Regions from separate parts of the Anas platyrhynchos genome. Here region 2 is linked to region 1. A link is a contact called in public Hi-C data. All regions are on one chromosome and are shown on one strand. Each heading gives the region's core, a stretch centred on a gene start, on an enhancer-like site or on the middle of the called end of the contact. The rest is flanking DNA. Distances are from core to core; before and after follow the strand shown.

The links. Hi-C and Micro-C count contacts between places; a contact is called where the count stands out from the background.
Region 2: a contact with region 1 is called in a Hi-C map of liver, with 2.9 times the contacts expected there. The contact joins the enhancer-like site here to the promoter of KIAA0930 in region 1. A contact is called at or near these places in 2 of 8 Hi-C or Micro-C datasets (liver and skeletal muscle).

The regions. Positions count from the first base shown.
Region 1 is chr1:72,081,198-72,087,924 of IASCAAS_PekinDuck_T2T, forward strand. KIAA0930 (KIAA0930 ortholog) reads left to right here and starts at 4,748. Exons shown (of 11, transcript XM_072041358.1): 1 at 4,748-5,068. The coding sequence starts at 4,936.
Region 2 is chr1:72,154,600-72,161,880 of IASCAAS_PekinDuck_T2T, forward strand. KIAA0930 (KIAA0930 ortholog) reads left to right here. Exons shown (of 11, transcript XM_072041358.1): 11 at 1,513-6,491. The coding sequence ends at 1,553. Among named protein-coding and RNA genes, the nearest start is that of NUP50, 24 kb to the right of the region's middle. Within about 2 kb of position 3,267, at least 5 of the 8 cell types and tissues checked have an H3K27ac peak or open chromatin away from gene starts, as enhancers often do.

The DNA.
Region 1 (6,727 bases), core at 3,498-5,997:
TATGGTTCACACCTCAATCCAATTAAGATAATTGCACTCTCAGGAGCAGCACAGGAGCTACCTAGGATACAAGGCTCAGGCACAGAAGACTCGGTTTTGGATAAAGAATAGATGGTTCAAACTTGTTTGAAAATATTCGTATGAGTTTAGAGAAGTTTCCACTCCTATACTGCAAGGCTGAACACCTCTGGCTTCTATTCAGCATATCCCAGGGCAGTTAACTAGTGAAAACAGAGACAGGTATGACAAGAGGACACAAAAGGTCACAAGAAAGCTGAACAGGTCGAACCCTTCTAACTTCAGAAATAAAATGGCCTTAATGCTCTGGTGTACATTCAGGGGATTATCTAGAGTATAATTTTAAGCTGGAAGTTTTGTAACATTCTATAGTGTTTTGTTTTGTGTTTTTTGTTTTTGTTTTTTCTCCCAGAAGCTTTAATTGTAGGCTTGATCTTGGGAACAGAATTAATCTTGCACTTAACATTGGAAAGTTCCAAAAGTAATTTTGAAGCATCTTGCAAGCCACCCAACTTAACACATTTCATTGTGCCAGTCCCCATACTGCTGTTTCCTGAGTGTATATGCCTTGATGCAGTTAGGGAGGCAAGTAAAAGCTGCAGAATTCATGCTTACATATAAACTCACCTAACGGCCCACTGAATCATGTGCATGCCTCCAGCAGAAGACAGCAAAATGTTAAGGATAAGGATATTGCTATATATGATTAAGATATCAGGATTTTCAAGCAAGTTATTTAATTTCTTCATAGTCTATTACCAATAATAACCAGTCCAGAAAGATAGTAAAATGAAGGCACTTTGCATGTTCATAACAGGTTAAGTAGTACTTTCAAAACTTCAGAGTTTCAAGGGAACATTATTTTCCTGCAAAAGTGCTTGCACATACTTAGCTTGAAGTACATGAGGAACTCAGATTTTTGACAGGCTGCAAGTAGGTACACAAGTCTTGATACAGTCAGCACTGCAAGGCATATATAGCATTGACTCACCCACTAGAAATACACGTACATCTAAGTGTTATTAGATAAGCCCATATCTGCTAACTGCCAAGGCCATTTTAATTGTTTTTTGTTTGTTTGTTTGTTTTTTAAACTCACACACCTTGCAAGCTTATTAACATATAGCATAGACTATCACTATTAGCTGCTGACTATCACTATTAGTTGCTAGTAAAGTAAATGCAGTAAGAAAAGCATAGCTGTGCACAGAACTGGAACAAATTATTTATGAAAATGCAGCAAAACTTGACTGTTGACTAATTCAAAAGACATAACTCACGTTAAAACAGCTGATTACTTACAGCAAACTTGCCTATTGTTTTATACTTCTACTGTATAACACATATATCTTAAATCCAAGCCATGCATCCAGCCTACCCGTGTTGTTGAGCAGTACACAGTTTTTACATCAGGGCACAAAGTACATTACAACACCATTAACCACAAGAACCCATTATTGAGACATAGTGCAGGGAACACAGAAGGACAGAGTCCAGTTCATTAGGTACTTCCATAGTGATGGGGGAGGTCTACAGCTAAGCTGAGAAATCAGCCTAGACCAGCAGCAGCAGCCATAGCCCAAAACTCCTCGATTATAAGTCAGAGCCCCCGGCCCACGGGTGGAGGCTGCAGGTCAGTCTGGTCAGGGCCATCAAGGCCTGTTTATTAGTGCTCCCCGGGTCTTAGTATCCTGTTGTAGGATATACAACTTTTTGTTGTGTGTATAAGTGTTCTCAATGGGAGACTGTTTAAAAATAACTTTTTTTTTTCACAACTGAGGATTTTGTCCGTGGGCCTGTTTTGACAGAAGCCAAGAAAAGTTGAAGGTAGGGATATGAACTGTTTAGAGACATGAACACCATTTCTTTATACAGAATGCCTAGGTGAGGGAGCAACAGGTTCACTTAATTGCTGTTGTTAAACTGGGTTGCTGGAACCATAGGGTAAATGGTAAAGGCTCAGCAGAGGGGCTTAAGGGACCACAGGAACAGCAGAAAAGTTGTCTGCTGGCTGGTGATACAACAACTGAAAAGTATTTCCATGCATCTCTAACGTGATATTGGTACCGGAATCAAGCAGTAATTTACAGAGGGGAAATACCTGATCCTTAGGTATCAGGTAGATCCTGATCCTAGATCCTTAGATCCTGTTATAAATGAAGTCTCAACTCAATCTGAATTTAGTAATATTTATAAAATAAATATTTATAAAAGGTATAAAAGGCAAGTAAACAGCACTGGGTGTGCAGGGAGTCTACGCTCCACCAACATGCACACACAAACATCAAACATTCTAAATATATCATCAATATATCATCAAACATTCTAAATATATCACAGAATCACAGAATCACAGAATTTCTAGGTTGGAAGAGACCTCAAGATCATCGAGTCCAACCTCTAACCTAACACTAACAGTCCCCACTAAACCATATCCCTAAGCTCTACATCTAAACGTCTTTTGAAGACTTCCAGGGATGGTGACTCCACCACCTCCCTGGGCAGCCCGTTCCAGTGCCCAACAACCCTTTCAGTAAAGAAATTCTTCCTAACATCTAACCTAAAACTCCCCTGGCGCAAAGAATCCTTTAAATTCCATGACTTAATAGTCTCCATTTTCCATTCCTTTTCTTGACTACAAACAAGTCTCCATCAAGCAACTCGGTCTTCGGGCCTTATGTATCCTAATCTTCCCGGATCGAAGAAAAGCATATCCATCTCCTTTTCAAAGCCAATAGGGCCTGGGTCAAAAGGCACGTCCAGATCAGCAGGGGGCGGAACAACAAAGGCCTGCGATGGCAATAGCGGTGGGGGGCCGATGGTGTAGCAGAAGGGTCAGTAAACGAGCCCGCAGCTCCCTCACTGTCTGGCAAACCACACGTTTCTGACTGTGGTCCCACAGGGCTCTTTAAGGCCTCAGAGACTGCTCGCCAGGTGCCGAGCAATCCCACTGCAACCTTGACGTTTTTAGTTGCAGAGTCCCACACCTTGACCTCAATTTGGTCCCATATTTCAGGATCATAAAGTGTCTGATTGTTAATAAGGAGAATAAGACGTAAGGTTACCAGGATGGTCTTTGTTTCTAAGGACATATGATTCCCCATAATGCACAACTGCTTACCAGCGAGGGGCAGTTGTGTGCGCAGGTCTGCTTCTCTCAGCTTGAGCTTCTTTCCAGCTCCAGTGTGCCATTTTCAGCGACTTTCAGTACAAGCTTCTCTGAGAAGTTTGCTGAGTCTGGCCAAACCTATCTTCACAAGACAATCAATGTGCCTGTTCCCGTCCTGGTCTCCGTTGTGCCAGCCAGTTCCTTTTCATTCCTTCTTTCTGCTTCTTTATTGATGACATAACTTCATTATATCGTGTTGCCTTTTATTATCTTGAGGACAGGCTCCCCTCTTCTCCCCACAGCAGTCGTTTTCAAAAACAACTTTTCATTGGTCAAACAACTTTGCAAATAACAACAACAGCAAACACCCAGAAGCTTTCATGCCTTAACAGCTGGAGAACAAGAAACCCCAGACTGCATGGAGTCTCCTGAATCACCCTTCTTTGTTCCCTCTAAACTCTTTTACATTCCTGATGGCCTCATCGTTAAGAGTCTAATGTTATCTTCAACCACGGGGCTTTCTGACCCCCATGGCCATACTCCCACATCTCCCCCTTCTTTATTAATATCAACCATTTTCTCGACACGATTACCACTCCATATATAAAAACACAATGGCATGAGGTAAAGGATACTGTAAATTCCTCTGGCAGCAGAGAGATTTCGTTTTCCTGTCGGAAGGGTCTCATCTTGGCCACGTCAGGAGCAACCTGGAATCTAAGAGCACAGGATAGTCTTCTGCTCTTCTCCCCTTTGTAAACCCAGGGGATAAATAACTCTAAAGCGTGCATTTGTGGAGCCAGTATGGGACTGTAAACCTTTGTTCTTGAAAAGCTGAGAAACGGAACGACCAGATACAACAATAGCAGAGGTCTTTAAGTCCCTTAATTGTATGTCCACGCTGCCCATTGCATTGTAAAAACTAAATATTTTGCTGAAAAACATGCAGTGACTGCAAATTTCTCTCGTGTCCATTTCAGCATGTGGGCCTTCCACAGAAAGCGTTCTTGTCTATGCCCCTGTAATAGGAAATAAGTATATAGTTGTAAAAAGCTATCATTGATAGCATTGATAACTTATTTGTCTCAGAAGCTGGCTTGAAATTGAAACTAGCAATGCGGCATAAATGTCTGCTATTTTGGAGAGCAATCATTCATCATTTGGAAGCTTTTTTTTTTTTTTTTTTCCTTATTAAGCTCTAGCAGAAAGCCAAGCTCTAAGGTGATGTCTAGCTTAAGTTCTCTGACCTCTTTTCTCCTCCGAATTATCACCTTCAGGACTAAGTTTCAAATGGGACTTTGGAAAGGGGGGAGGGGACGGAATGTTGCACAAGCCTCGTTATGTTTTTAGGAAGTGAGGAGGGAATAAAACAATATCGTTCAGTGACTGGTTTGCAAAAGAAAGGCGATTGTGTTGCTCTCCAGCTGCAGCCACAAACTGAGGAGGGCCTGGCTACAGCTAGGGAGCAGGACGTGCGGGTGCTAAGCTGCCTGTGGGGCAGGCTGGTGACCAAAGCGCCCCGGAACCCACCCCCCGGGCGCTTCTTCTCGAGGGCCGCAGTCCCCGTAGGGTCGGGCGGCCGGAGGCGGAAGGGCTGGGGCTAGGGCTGGGGCTGCGGGGCCGAGCGGCTCCGCAGGGGGAGCCCGGGAGCTGCGGTGGGCCGGGCCGGGCCGAGCCGAGCCGAGCCGAGCCGGGCTGGGCTGGGCTGGGCTGGGCTGGGCTCTCCGCTCCCTCAGCGCCGCCACGGGGCGGCCTCGGCTCCGCCCGGCGGCGGCTGAGGCTGACATGAGAGCGTGGCCGGCGGCACCATGGCTTCTGCCGGCAGCGGGCCGCAGGACGAGCGGGCGGGCGGCGAGCCGGGCCGCTCCCTGCAGCACATGCTGCGGGCGATAGCGGAGGAGCGCAGCCGCGCCGGGCTCCGCCAGGAGATCAGCGGCCTCGGTGAGTGGTGGCACGGCACGGCTCGGCCCAGCACGGCCCGGCGGCGGTGGAAGCGCAAGCCCGGCCTGAGGGCTCCGGGGGTGCCGGCGGGCGCAGCCCTGGGCGGCTCCATTGTGTGCGCTGCCCTTGCGGCCAGCAGGCATCGCGTAACAACTATATATATATATAAATACTTTTTTTTTTTTTTTTCAGCGAAAAGTATATTTTTTTTCAATACGAGTGTTTTGTTGTTCTGCTAGCCTGGTTCCTTGTGAATTTCTTCCCCACCCGGGAGTCCCCCGGGTGAGTGGGTGGCTGCTCGCTGTGGTCGGGGTGTGGAGGCTTCCAGCCCGGTTGCGTACGGCTCAGCCCGTGTTGTAGCCTAACACGCCCCCGTTTAGCTGAGGGTGAAAACAGAGTTATGAAATGGGAGCTCGAAGCAGAGGTTTGGTTGGCCTTCGGCACATGGTACGTACAACAGCTGCCTTAACCCAGGTCCTTCGCTAAGGGAAACTCTCCCAGGCCAGGTAATGCTTGGAAATGGCTCGCTATTACATGCAACGGTGGAGATTGTAACTCTGGGAGACAAGAGACACTGACGTGAGGACAGCTTTCTGCCTTATTCGGGACTCTTGTGTATCCTGTGCTGTGAGGGTTGGATGCCCGAGAGTGTTTGAAGAGGCAGGGCTCTCAGTAGCGCGTCTGTGAAACCAAGCTGTTATTTTTTTCCATGTGGCCTCTGTTAATTACTCAGCCTTCGTCAGCTTGCTTTTCCCAAATGTCTGTTTCCAAGTCTTTCTTCGGTCTCTGTAATGTGGGTTGGCATGGGAAATCCTGCTGGTTCTCCTGGGGCCCCATAGGGAGGAATGGGCTCTCCCCTCTTTATTTTTGTCTTGCATGTTGTGAAAGCTTGTGCAAATAGAATGAAATGATGAGTCTTTCTTGTTTCTTTACACTTTTCCTAGAAGAATTGCATCCCCAGATTATATTGGGGTATAAAAATGTTATAGGGCCAAATAAAGTGTTGTGGCAAAGACCCTGTAAGCAAAAGGGGGAGAAAATGACTGTGAGATCACATTTGTTGAAAAGATGTTGTCAGCTCATGTTTGGCCATACCAAATTTGAATAAGAATAAAAGCTCACTGGAATAGAAATTCTGCCACTGGTTTCTTTTACTGGAATCAGCTGGTAAGAACACAGAAGTGCTTCCTCACCGCTTGTGTTTGAACATGTATCCACAGCTACTTATCCTGAGAAGCCCTACTGTGTTGCTTCGGGATGGCCGTGCGAGCTGTGGGACAGTACTGCACTTCTGTCCTGCCAGCTGGAGACTTGTAAGGAAAAACCCTGGAGAACTGCTCAGCTTGGCGTGCTGAGAGCCTTATCTCAGCTGTGCAGGATCTCTCCTGTGCCCGTGCTGTGTGAGCATAGGTTATACATCACCACAGGAGCGTCTTGGGCGTTCAGTTTTTACATCCAGGGAATGGAGCTGAACTTCCACCTGCAGGCACCACAGCTGCTTGACGGGCTGTAGCTGTTGTGCATTTCCCACCATTGTGGTGTCCTGCAGGCAGAGAAGCGCTGTTGATACGGAGTGGGACCTCTCTTGGGATCAGAAATGCAGGCTCAGATTGTCATGTGAAAACTTACGTTGTCGCAACATCTGACCAGTTTTTTTCT
Region 2 (7,281 bases), core at 2,017-4,516, 72 kb after region 1:
TACAGCTGGTTAGCTAGAGCTCACCACAGGCATTTTTGAGTTCACAAAAGATACATTGTTCCTGCTGGCATTTAATACTTGCTCAAGTGGGTAGCATAAATGCCTCCATGCTCAAATATTTGCTTTTAGCTTGAATGCACTTTCTTAGACTTAATTTGTTTAACATACAATTGCAGGAGTCAGTGTATTTATTGAGACACAATGAAAAGAGACATAAAATGTCTGGGCTGTAAGGCAGAATTTTAATCTGCAGTTTTTTCATTATCTGCTTTAGCTTGGTGCTTCGGATAGAGCCCATTTCCAGTGCCTTTTATTAATGCATTAATTATTATTATTATTATTATTATTATTATTATTATTATTATTATTATTATTATTATTATTAATGCATTTGTGCCAGTGGCAGCTTTCCAGCAGAAAGGAGCATTACACATGGGGCAGGATGCAGTGGGAAAGACATTCATCTCCTTTGAGTAGTTTAGGCAAGTCTGTACTACAAAATTAAAATGCTAGGGATAGTGATCAAAATATTCAAAAATATCTGGAGTTTGTACATATTGAGAAGACTTCCTCTGCTCTGAGTTTTGTCTTTCTCCATGCTAAATGACGCAGGTCTAAGCCTTTCCTTGCATGTCAGATGGTCCAATCCTTTTTAATCATCTTTATGGCCCTTCACTGGATTCACTCTGCTATGTTTCATTCTTTACAAACATGTCTAGAACCCTCTGAAGGTGTGGATCAATTTTTACTCAGGTCATGCCCTTTGTGTGCAGCTATGTGTGACCTGCTGTTAATTAAGCATATACTCCCTTTTCCGACATTCTTTATTCTCTGTGTAGCCTGGAAAAAGACCTAGCAGCCCAGTTTCCAGATACTTCTGCAGACTGCTGTGCCAGTGCGCTAGTTTTATTATGCACATTTGGAAAGATGCCCATTATGATAGCTATCTTGCAGGTTCATATTCTGTCACATTTGGGTAATATGGGGCTGAGGAGCTAACAAAACGAATGTTCTTATTGCAGCCTTTTGAGTGCAGAAATGTAGGCTTCAGGCTATAAAATAGATGAAACTGTTGAATTGTTTGTGCCAACATCTTCTGAGCCAAAAACCTCTGTAAGGGACTTGGGGATGATTCCTTTCGGGAAGGAAAAAAACCTTTGGCATAATGTTTCTTACACTTGTTTCTCTGAAGATTGCCACCATCCCCATGCCTGACTCATGTTGTTTCATGCCACTATTAATGACACTTAAATCAGCTCTCATTTCTATATGATGGTTATACTTGCAGTTTACCATCCTTCAACTAGGATGCACCTTGGGAGGGATTAGAATAGATTTCATTAATAGGCAAAGTCTCATTGCTATTTGTAATTTAAATTCCTTTAGTGTTGTAACCAGGGGTCTATGCAGCAGTCTAGAAATGAATCTTCAGTTCTTACTTCCTTGTGCAGTGGCTACTTTCAGGAACCTCCTAAATTTGCTGTTTCTTTTTTGTTTCTTTCCCTTCCCCAGATATCCTGGAAGTGCGTCAGAAACCAATTCTGATGATATAGCAGAGTGGGCACAGCCTTGGAGCCTTGTTGCCAAGTGCCTAACCACAGTGGTTTTCTGTGCTAACACTACCATCTAGTGTCAGGAACATAAACCTCCACTGGAAAAAGGGAAGTCAAAGAATACCAGCCGATCAAAAGTGCCTCTTTCTTCCTTCCTCTGCTGTCATACGCCGTATGCACATTTGCAGTACATCACTTGAGTGTTTCCGATTGGAAGTGGACTTTCAGCAAGATAAAACAAGAAGGGGCTGCGTTTAAAAGGAGTCAATGCTTTATGAACAGTTTATTACTGTGTTTACTTTATAACTAAGAAACCAACAATATGGACAGAATGTGTTAAACTTTATATTCTTTGAGAGAAACAATTTGAGAATTTCATAATGATGTGCTAATGAACGTTGTTCCATAGACTCTCGCCCATACTCTCCTTGTTGGATTGACTTAATTTGTGTGAGTGCGTCTGTGCGTGTTGGGATTGAAGGGATGAGAAAATTTCCTGCTGAAGGAGGAAAAGGAAAATGATACCATAAAGATATATTGCCATTTGGATATGTGCAGTCGGATAGGTCCGAGCTTAAAAAGAGGCTTAAGATGTTCCCATTTGTTCATGTGTCAGTGTTAGGACAGGAGAACTCTGCTGACAAATTTCTGTATCTACCAAAGAACAGCAACATTTTCATCCTCAAGACCTGGCAAAGAAACTGAGCCAGTGAAAAGAAGGCTAAAATGTGCTGCTATACTAAAGCTGAGGTTAATATCCACTACTAATGCTGCTTATCTCTGTTAGTTGATTCAGTTTTAGTTTGAGGCTGAAATGGAAAAATAGGAGGCCACAAATGGACTCCAAAAACTGAAAACCTTACCAATAACCAACACGCTCCTGCACACACTGGACCAAAGTAGGTAAAGTTGTCCTTACTGATAGTGTTCAAGGCCAAGGAGGGCATAAGAGCTGATTAATGTCTTGGCAGCTTTCCCAGATTCATCTTTTCCTGTTGTTTTGCTGTACTGTTACATGCTGAAGCACAACAAGTTTTCTTTTGAGACAAATGTTTTAAATGTAATTCTGCTCTGAAAAGTGACTAAAAATAGCATTAGTGGGAGGTTTTAAATTTGTGTTTTGGGAGGTCTCAGGAAAAAAAAGCCTTATGTTTACAGGTAAAATGCCGCTTTCTCAAAACAGAAAAAGTTTGCACTCCTTGACACGTGAAATCTAAATGATAAAATACTGAGACTACTGCAGTTTGATTCACTGCTTCGATGTGAGAGCTAGTCATACTTCACATTATTTACAGCCACCTAACAGGCATAGCAAAGGGTGGGGTAGCTTGTCACTTATGGCAAGTGACACTGATACACGCACAAAGAAATCTATGAAGAGTAAAGGTGTCTTTTTTTGTCACTATTCAGAGTCTGAGCACCTAAACTCTCTAATGCTGGTGCCACACTTACATGTGCTCTGAGCCTGGACCTTTGTCTCCCTCACACCCAGGCCTTCCTAAAGTACTTTGTTACTTTCTCAGTAGCCTCTGATGACTTAACCTCTCAAATAGGACTCTGCCTTTTTTCCTCAGGTCATGTTCCATGGGAGTAGCTCCACTTCAGTGTTAAAGGTAGACTAACTTTATCATTCAGCCCTACATGATGAATCCAGTATAGTAAGGAGGTCTTTTTTGTTTGTTTGTTTTTGAGGCTAGCCCTGGAAGTAGTCACCATAGTCCAGAGTGACGGCATTTCTAATACTGGCAGCATGACTGCATAACAGGGACAGCTGACCAGTAGTTAGTTTATTTCATATGTTTTGCAACAGCATTACAAAAAAGTTCACATGGTCATTGCCAGCACAGCCACTTCTCATGTTGCAGACTTTGAGTCTCGTTCCATGGGAGTGTGTGCTTGTGTGTGTGTGAGGGTGTTCACGCTGTCTAACCTGAGGCATGCAACTCAGGTGCCTAGGTTTCCTACCTAATCCCAGGGAGAGAGACTGACTCCTAAATGAGCAGCTGAAAAGCTCTCTCTAGGAACTTCAAAGGCAGTCCAGGTGCTTACCTGAGGTCCCTGGGTAGTGTGCCTAGTGCCAGACAGCACAAAGATTCTCCTTCCCAATGTCCATGGCAACAGTTAAACCACTCTTCAACTAGAACACCAGTCCTACTCTGAAGCCTCTGAAGATGTTTTATTTTTTCTATGTTTTCATATTGGGGTGGGCAAAGCAGTGCTGTTTTCCTTCAAATATTCATCAGGGATGGAAGGGAGAGAGATCTAATATTTGTCGTACTAGTGGCAATTGATACCTTTTAGTCAAACAGAGAAATAGCAGACATGGAAACGAAGCAGATCCAGATCGGAACCTGAGTCATGGGTGCCTGAGTACTGCCTAGTTGACAGTAATTTTTAATGCTTTTCTGACATTGGTATATTAAATTTAGGTAGCTTAATTTCATGCATTCTGAAAGACTGGAACAGATCTTACATAAGATTTCAGAGGAAATGACAAATGAAGAAAGATTCTAAAGTAGTACAGTAGTAGAAAGGCAATGTTACAGAAAAGACAGCACAGATCCCTTGTCTATTATATGAGAAATATTGTCTGCTTTGTTATATGTACACAGATGAGTTCTGATGTCTGGTTTTTGAAGGGATGAATATAAAATTCCTATAAAAAAAAAGCTAATTGGTTTATTTTATCCTGCTAGCAGGTATGCTATATCTGTATTGAAGACAACTTTTTTAGTAGAAAAGGGCTACAGGTATGCCCAAATGGACATCCATAGAAAATGGAGATGAAAAAGTCTACTGAATGTCAATAGTGCTTTTTAGAAACAAGTTAGATGTACAAGATTCTCAACTATTTCCTCTCTAAACAACTGATGTGCAGTTCCTATGTGTCGCACATGTTTTCTTAGCTTGTTATCAGGTAGGAGGGAAAAAATGCATATTTTGTTTTGCTTTTAAACCCTTATAATTTATTGTCCTCATACAGACAGATTAACAGAGAAGGTGATCCAAGTTTTGCCTGGGTCAAGGATGCACGGCTGGTTCCTTAACTTGCAATTGCACTATACTAAAAAAAGAAAAGGGAATGTTAGATAGAAACCTCTCACACTTTTAATTTGGAGGGGGTTTTAATTCTGTAGCTCCAAAGCAGTAAACCATTAGATTTGAGCCTCTGTTGACCATTTACGTTGCTGAGGAATGAACTGGAGTGCAGGAAAGTGCAGCTGTCCACATCCTGGCTGTTGGAGTGCAGTGGTTTTCATTTCATTTCATATTGATGTTGATACTTGACATCAGCTCTGTATGAGAAAGCAGCACAGTTAACAGATTCGGGAAGCTTTGCAGAACCTTTTTATTTATTTACAGAATCCCACCATACCTCATTCCGAGTTAACTTCTTCCCTCGCTCTACCCATTTGCTCCCTCTGGAGACCTGGGGATTATCACTTCAACTCTTCACCGATGATATATGTTGACAGATGTCAAATGCAAGACTGTAAATTTTTTCACCCTACGCAGGTTTTTCTTTGTTATCAATTTAGCAAGTAGAAAGCCTTCGGTTTTTAAAGAAAGCTCTTAAATCACTTATTTTGTATTAGCGTATTATTGCTTTGCCTTAGAGACCACAGCATATGTGAAATCATGTTCTTATTGCCAGCCAGTGCAGGACGGGTTCCAAGTCTTCTTTTAAAAGAAGCCTTTTTAAAAAATGTAACAAATCTTTCAGCTGTCTTGGCTAATGCAGGCAGCTGAAAATCCCAGTTTGTGTGGGTTCATGTTCCTTCTCTTTTTGTTCTCCCAGTCCTCATTGTTTATAAGGCTTGAGCATGTTAGGGATGTGGATCACTTGGTTTTGCATTTCTCATCACAGTCGGTGTGGTTGGTTTCCTAAAAAGAGAGTTGTTTGCAAGGATGAGTTTTCACAGTAAAATGGTTTGCGCAAAGTATGTTATCTTACCATGTTTTAATTTAAATAGTCAGGTCCTTGGCTCTGCAAACACACTTTTCTGGCAGATCCTCATGCACAGAATCCCATTCTAGTCACAGAGGTCGGACATGGAGACCACATAAATAGTCTGCACTTTAAGATTGTTGAACTGCTGCTTGCCAATCATGTGTTTGTTTTTTTTTTTTCACTTTCCAGATGATTACTTGTCCTGTATTTTGCAGTCTAAAGATTCCCCGTATTAAAGGTAGATATAAGACACAGTCTTCAAAAGTGCCTAGGTCCTGTTGTTAATCCAATGGGGTTTAAGAACGTTTTTTTTTTTTTTTAATTTAGGAAGTTAGTACTCTTAAATTCTGTGTGGTGAGTAGCAGTGTCAAGAAATCACAAGTTATAGTTCTTGGAAGAACTGGCCATCTCCTACAGACTCACACTTCATGTTAGGTTCTCATGGTCCCAAAGATTATGACTGAAAGCTCTAGAAATTGGATTTCTTCTGGTCACAGCAGTCAGTTATCTGCCAATGCCTTATCTTGTTTTTTGAGGTGTGACTGAAAGTGTGTGGTGTTGGTATATAGAAATTCTGTGTCAAAAATTGGTGCAGCAGAATCCAGTAAAAGGCATTGTTAAATAAGTAGCTTTTACATCAAACCTTAAATGAAACAGTATTTTACACCAGAATGTAGCTGTTTGGACCTTTGATAGAAATAATACAAGACTGCAAGCAGGTTACAATGTTGAATGTGTAAATATATAAATACTTTCAACCTAATTTCATCAAACTAACACTTGTTGCATGGTTTGTTTTTTTGCCTCATTGATGATTAGTGTTGATAAAACGATGATGGGTTGGAAATGATGCTGACACTGTACTGAGCCCTTTGAACAAAGAGCAAGGAGAACCTTTGTGCACCAAAAATGGAGTTGATTTTGCATATGGCAGCAGTGAAGAAAGCGTTGGACCCTGCAGCCAATAAACAGACCTCTTAAACGACCATGAATTTTGTTAGCAGTTTTTACTCTCTACTGTGCCTGGTGGGATTTGAGTTTGAATGTATTCTTTACTGGTGGCAAGCACGAACAGTGGAATAACACTCTGTGGTACTCATAATAAGCATTGCCAAATAGACACTCATGAGAAAAAGTAGTCTGTTTACTCTTTTCTTTTTTTTTTTTCCGCTTGGGCAAAACTTAACTTTCTGACTGCTTGCTGAATCTTTCAATGAACAGCCTCGGGCAACTTCACATTGTATATATAATAGGGGAAGAAGGTAAAAGTCAGTGTACTTCTGAATTTGTTTTAAAAGGCTTTTTGATGTTCCCATTAGGTGCTGGCATTAAAAAAAAAAAAAGTCCTTCTAAACAGGTGTGTTTTCTTTCAAATTAAGTTATATAACCATTAGTATTTAGGTTTGTGTAGAGTGGAATATTGAGACTGTTGGCTGTAATTATTTCTTCATGGTAAATTCAGGAAAAAACTTCAATATGGATTTGTATAGTATTGTTAAATTTTGATTACTTTTTAGCACTTCCATGTTTATACTACCATAACTTGTACTTATCAACATTGAATCAGTTTTGGTTTAAAGACTTGCAAGGCACTACATCTTCCCTCTCCACTTGATTTATGTGACTAACATTTCACAGTAGGCTTTTTGAGGGGATTTTTCTATATAAAAATATAGAAAAAGAAATACCAAACACACCAGTTATAAAGTGGACCTGGTGATGGTTCCATTTCAAAGAAACAGAGACCAAGACTGTTTCACAAACTGTGTGGTGTAA